Linked DNA regions of Mus musculus: region 2 is linked to region 1. A link is a contact called in public HiChIP or PLAC-seq data. All regions are on one chromosome and are shown on one strand. Each heading gives the region's core, a stretch centred on a gene start, on an enhancer-like site or on the middle of the called end of the contact. The rest is flanking DNA. Distances are from core to core; before and after follow the strand shown. Region 1 holds the start of Tunar (Tcl1 upstream neural differentiation associated RNA). Region 2 has its middle 36 kb from the start of Tcl1.

Region 1 (2,875 bases), core at 72-2,571:
GAAGAATAAATGAACAGAGAAAAAGCCCTGTTTTGGGGCCAACTCTGACAACAAAAACCTCAGCGACCCCTCCCCCACCCCCATTCTCAAAGTCCTCCTGGAGGGAGGGGCTCCTCGCTGCAGAGATACTGGCTTAAGAATTGGGATGTGGGTCCTGGGCAGGTGTGATTCTCTGGAAGGTCGGTCTTCTGCCTCCACCTCCTCATAGTCACCCCAGCCAGGACAACAGCAGCCTTGGAGGGAGTGAAGGATGAGGCTGGGTCGGTCCTCAGGGAGGTGGCAGCTGTTCCTGTTCTGGGGCATTAAGGAAGGGGCAGGATCTTGGCAGGTTTGAGGGTCCTTTAGACATGGCAGAGTCCTTGTATCCAGCTGAATCCAAGGGTCTGGGTTCTACCTAGAGGTACCCACTGCATTTGAAAGTTTGCCTCACCGTCTTTGGAGGCTGTGGTCCCTGTCTGCTTTGACGAGGACTCTTTTGTGGGCCTTAGGGGTGCATTTTGGAAAGGTTCTGGAGAACCAAGAGACACCTTACAGAAAACCTAGTTACAGTACACTTTACAGAAAACGCGTGTTCAGATTTAGGTACCCCAGGGGTCAGTTCTTAGCTATGACCTTCGGGGATGACTATTTTGGTTAGGATGTTAAGTTACTTTGAAACGTCCTATAAGCTGTAAAGATTTGGGCATGCCTGGGCCTGAGGCCCAGTCTGGCCTGAGAGGCCGCAAATCCTTAAGGAGGAAGGCACATGGAGGCAGGTCTTTGACCTCCTGAAACTAGACACCTGGTCACTGGTCGGGCATCAAGGGGTGAGGAACAAAGCTGTCACTACCTAGCAGCCATCCTCTGGTTCCCCGAGAGGTAGGAGGAGCTCGGTGAGATAGTCCAGAGCTTCCATGATGAGCACAGCGCAAGAACAAAATGTCCAGGAAGAAGAGAGGCAGGCCAGGAAAGGGGTGGCGCCTCTCTCACCCAGGTTCCTGGGTCTCCAAATACTCCTTGTGGGTGGGGGCGTCTCACACACACCCACACGCCCAAGGCCACATTCACTGGCTCATCTCTGCATTCCTGTGAGCGGCAGGCCTCCATGAGCCACATAGCCGCCACCTGCTGCTGTAACCCCAGCACAGGGGAACCTGCATCACCCTTTTCCCTCCATCCACCCTCACCCAGGAGCCGGTTCCAAATCCTCGGGACCAGGCAGAGGCCACGTCTTCCCCGGCCCACTCCCCAGCAGCGACGTGGAGGTAGAGGGAGGAGCTTTTGCCGGCAACGCCAGCTTCCCCTGCCCCCTCTCCCTCTAGAGCTCCCCTCCTCTCCTCTTTCATTCCCCTCCTTATCCCTCCTCTTCTCTCCCCTTCCCTCCCCGCCCTTCCCCTCTGCCGCAGCCCAGCTCCTAGCGCGTCAGCGTGGGCTTCCCGGAGCGAGTCGCTAGGTAACAGGGCTAGCTCCGCAGACCCGGGCCAGGGAAGCCCGCGCGCGTCGTCAGCATCTGCGCCGAGGGGCGGGGAACGCACTGACACTCCCCTATCGGAGCCTGCAGACCCTTCAGCTGGTTCTCAGTCCCCTCCCTGGATGCCTTAAGGGTGGCTATTGCCACCGCGGAGTTGCCCCTCCCCTGCGGGGACCCCGACGTCGCCGCCCCCTTCTCCTCCCACGCTGGTCCGCACCACTCTCCGCACCGCCAGGTAGGCGACCCTCCGCTGCGGTTGCGGTGGCTGCTGGTAAGCTGCGATCTGGAGCTGAGGCGGGGACTACGCCACTAGCGGGGCGGCTCGGGCCACAGCGGCCGGCGGACCGGCCATGTGCTAAAGTTTCTGGGGCTCGGCTGCCCGGCGGGTGCGCGGCGCGGGGCGCAGAGCGCGGTGGGTGGGGCGCGCGGTGCTGCCCGCCCCCAGCCCCGCGGGGCGCAGCTCAGTGTGCTCTCTCACGCTTTCTTTCTCTCCTTTTCCGGGCGCAGCCACCCTCCGAGATCTTCCCGCCGAGCCCAGGCGTGGGGCATGAGGAGCCCCTGGGTGTCGCCTGCAGACAACCCAGCCTCGCGCACACCTCGCCAGTCGCTGACAGGGACATGAACAGCATGATTGGGTTCCGGTGTCCGGCGGCCAGCCTCAGCCGGAGGCGGCCAGTGGGTCTGCGCTGTTTGGGAGAATGAGGCAGGAACCCACGGCAACCTCTCTCTCCTCCTTCTCCTCGCCTTCCTCTGGCTCCCGCTCCCCGGACCCGGGCCGGGCTGTGGCTCTGCTGCGTGCCCTGCGCGCCCCCCACCTGCCTCCGGATGCTCTTCTCGGTAAGCCAGACCTTTCGCCTCGGGAACAAAGCCCCTTCACAGGATTCCGAGGCTGCCTCCGAGCCCCCTCTCCAATTACTACCCAGTGCCTGGAATCTGTCCCCAAACCCTACCTGGCTTCTGAACAGCCTAGGTGCCTTCAAGACCCGGTGTTTTCCTGGGCTCTCTGGGAAACAGCAGCGGGCTTAACACGCAGGCAGGCAAGAGACCTGTTTGGTCTAGATAAGCATCTATGTGTGCAACCTGGATTCGGACTTAGTCACCAGGGGGAACTGGATGTTTGGTGAGTGTTCAGTCATTGCTGGGTGGTGGATCTCCAAACTGCTCCAAGGAAGTAGGGTCCCCCCTCTCCGTGTATCAGACGAGGAAACTGAGGCCCAGAGATACTAAATGTGCTAATCAAGGTCACAAGGTGGGAACCAAGGTGCTCACCACCTCATCAAACTGATCCTTTGGTCACAAACACGCCTGCTTTATTTCCTTCACTAGCTGCTTCCGTCTCAAGAGCCGCTGCATGTGTGTGAAACTACTTCCAATGACGGCCGAGACGGAATAAATTACTAGTAGAATGTATATATCGTTCACTTC
Region 2 (2,763 bases), core at 123-2,622, 77 kb before region 1:
CCCAGCCTTCTGGGGACCTTTATTTTTCCCCCCTCTGTGCTGGTGGTGTGATTCTAATAACCTTCAGCCACTCTGAAGGACAAAGTCTTTCTCTAGTTGCTGAAAATAGGATTTTGCATCCAAAGGGACCCTAAAAGCCACTTTCCCCTCCTTCAGGTATACCAGGTATTGTGGGACTTCTCCATGGGAGAAAGATATGAGCAAACCTCTCTTTACCCCAGACAGGACACTAATGACAGACTGAAGAAACTGTTCCACCTGTGTCTATCTTAGCAAATAATAAGTTCATAGAGGCTACTTATAGGAGCATGGATAGCTCAGAGGCGGCTGAATCATGACAAAAGCCCCTTCCAGCATAGGCAGTGACTCAGAAAAGCCCTATCTCTAGAGCTTACTGTAGGACTTGAAGGAGCTAAGTGGGAGAGACTTCTCTCACAACAATTGCTACTGTTTATACCACCTTGGGGAGGGCCTTTGTGGATCTTGAAAGTTTCAGGAGCTTCCTGGGTCTTGTAAGTTTTATGTACTTCCTGAATCTAATACAATGTTTCAAGTCAGAGGAAACCGAAAATCAAAGCTACAAAGTAATTAAGAAAACTGAAGCTCAGAAAGATCGAATGCAGCCCTGCTCTCAACTCTACCTGTGTTTTGTGAGGTTGGCAAAGTGCTCTTTAAAGATTCAACAGTGGGTTGGGGAGATAGCAGTGGGAGTAAATTGTCTGTTGTGCAAACATGAAATCCCTGTTTGGATTCCCAACATCCACAAACCTCAGCCAGGTAGGAAAGAATGTCTCTGTAACTCTGGTGCTGGGGGTCGGAGATGATCTATCTCAGGGCTCACTGACCAGCCAGTCTAGCAAAACAGAAACCGTCTCAAAGAATAAAATGGACAATAATTGAGGAAAACGCCCAATTTTTGAACTCTGGCTTAACAAACACATACACACTTACTCAGAGACACACACAGACACAACAACACACATCGCGACTTGCATGGGACAGGTTCAGTGGGTGACTCTCTCGCTTAGTGCCCGATAAAGATTCTGATGAGTCTGCTGTGGAGTTATTTATACCTTTTACTACCTTGGTAGACCTGCACTTCAGTCTTCAAAATGAAGAAGCCATTTTTTCCCAGTCCAAATGGGGGCCTGTCATACTGCTACAGTCGTGCTAGGAGCTACTGGGAAGCTTCAAAGCAGAGAGTTAAGTAGGGCATACAAAAGCCACACACCACTTATTTATCGATCTCTGGATAGAGCGCCCTCTGTTGGTCACGACTGGTATTGCACGGAGCCATCTGTTTATGTTATCACGTGTTTGTCCTACGAAATAGATGTGTGAGCTCTACTGTCCTAAGCACGGTTCCAAAGGTGGGCTAAACGGTGAGTAAGGAAATCACAGCTCCCCACTGACATGTTGACAGATGAGTGGCAAAACAAGTGTTCCAGAAGTGGTGGCTGCCCCGTTAGGTGGAAATCCTGGTCACCAAAGAAGAGTTTGTCTGGAGACCTCTCAGCAGAGCTGGTACTGGGGTTGGGGAGGAGAGAAATGGAGTCTGCCCGTCTCATCTACTATCCTCTGGGTAGCTATTGAAACTAAACATTGCTGTAGCTCCAGGGAATGGAATGAAGCTCTTCGGAGTCTAGTGGGGGAAGGGCAGAGCCCCCCAGAGCACCTATAGCAGCAACAGCAAGGAATGACAGTGACCAGGCATTTTGTTGCTAAGTTTATATCAACCGTATGTTTAGAGGGACACCTGCATGATTCAGATGTAAATGTAGAGCAGTTGAACCTCTGGCCGAGCCACTCCTTCCCTCCCCCTCTCCCCTCCCCTCTTCTCTCTCCCCTCCCCTCCCCTCTCTCCCCTCTCTCCCCTCTCTCCCCTCCCCTCTCTCCCCTCCCCTCCCCTCCCCTCCCCTCCCCTCCCCTCCCCTCCTTCCCTCCCCTTCCCCCCCCTCCCCGCCCCTTCCTCCTCCACATTTCTGTTGTTTCAATTTCCTAGTTTATATGAATAGAGAGGCAATAGAGTCCTTTTGGGTCCTTTTGGCGCGTGCCAAGGAGCGGGATTGTTGGGTCATGTGGCAGATGCACCTTGAGCTTTTTGGGGATACTCCACAGCGATTTCCACGTTGGCAATAGAAGTTTGGGAGGCCATCAGAAGGGGTACGTATTCCTCTTTCCTCACATCCTTGATGTCAGTCATTCTGACAGGGGTGAGGGAGATCTCCAAGTAGTTTCAATGTGCCTTTTCCTGATTGCTAAGGACCTTGAGCAATTTTTGAGATATTTCTTAGCCATTTTTGCTTCTTCTTTTGAGAACTCTATGTTCGGGACTATACTCTTTTTTTTTTTTTAAGCTTTCTCATCTGTTTTCTTTATTGTTTTTTTTTTTCTTAAATCTTTTAAAAAGATTTACTTATTTATTTTATGTATATGAGTGCTCAATCCCATGTACACCTACATTCAAGAAGAGGGCATCAGATCCCATTAGAGATGGTTGTGAGACACCGTGCAGTTGCTGGGAATTGCTCTGAACCTCTGAGCCATCTCTCCAGCCCTTGATTGTGTTTCTAGCCCTTTACATGTTCTGAATATTAATCCTCTATGAGATGTGTAGTTGGCAAAGATCCTCTTCTGGCCTTTGGGTTTCCTTGGTTGATGGCTTCCTCTGCAGACAGAAGCGTTTACATTTTATAAGGTCCCATTTGTCACATGATGGCCTTAGTTCCAGGCAAATGGAAGCCTCCTCAGAAACCCCTTCCC

Evidence for each region. HiChIP or PLAC-seq counts read pairs in DNA pulled down with a chosen protein or histone mark.
Region 2: a contact with region 1 is called in an H3K27ac HiChIP or PLAC-seq map of embryonic stem cells, with 6 read pairs. The contact joins the enhancer-like site here to the promoter of Tunar in region 1. A contact is called at or near these places in 7 of 484 Hi-C or Micro-C datasets (cortical neurons, embryonic stem cells, nephron progenitors and 1 more) and 5 of 115 datasets of contacts at active chromatin or transcription factors (embryonic forebrain, embryonic stem cells and forebrain).

The regions. Positions count from the first base shown.
Region 1 is chr12:105,335,273-105,338,147 of GRCm38.p6, forward strand. It overlaps Tunar (Tcl1 upstream neural differentiation associated RNA), which reads left to right and starts at 1,322. Exons shown (of 3, transcript NR_045047.1): 1 at 1,322-1,685; 2 at 1,958-2,287.
Region 2 is chr12:105,257,724-105,260,486 of GRCm38.p6, forward strand. No RefSeq gene overlaps it. Among named protein-coding and RNA genes, the nearest start is that of Tcl1, 36 kb to the left of the region's middle. Within about 2 kb of position 1,373, at least 11 of the 459 cell types and tissues checked have an H3K27ac peak or open chromatin away from gene starts, as enhancers often do. A contact at or near this core is called in embryonic stem cells, where this site is marked.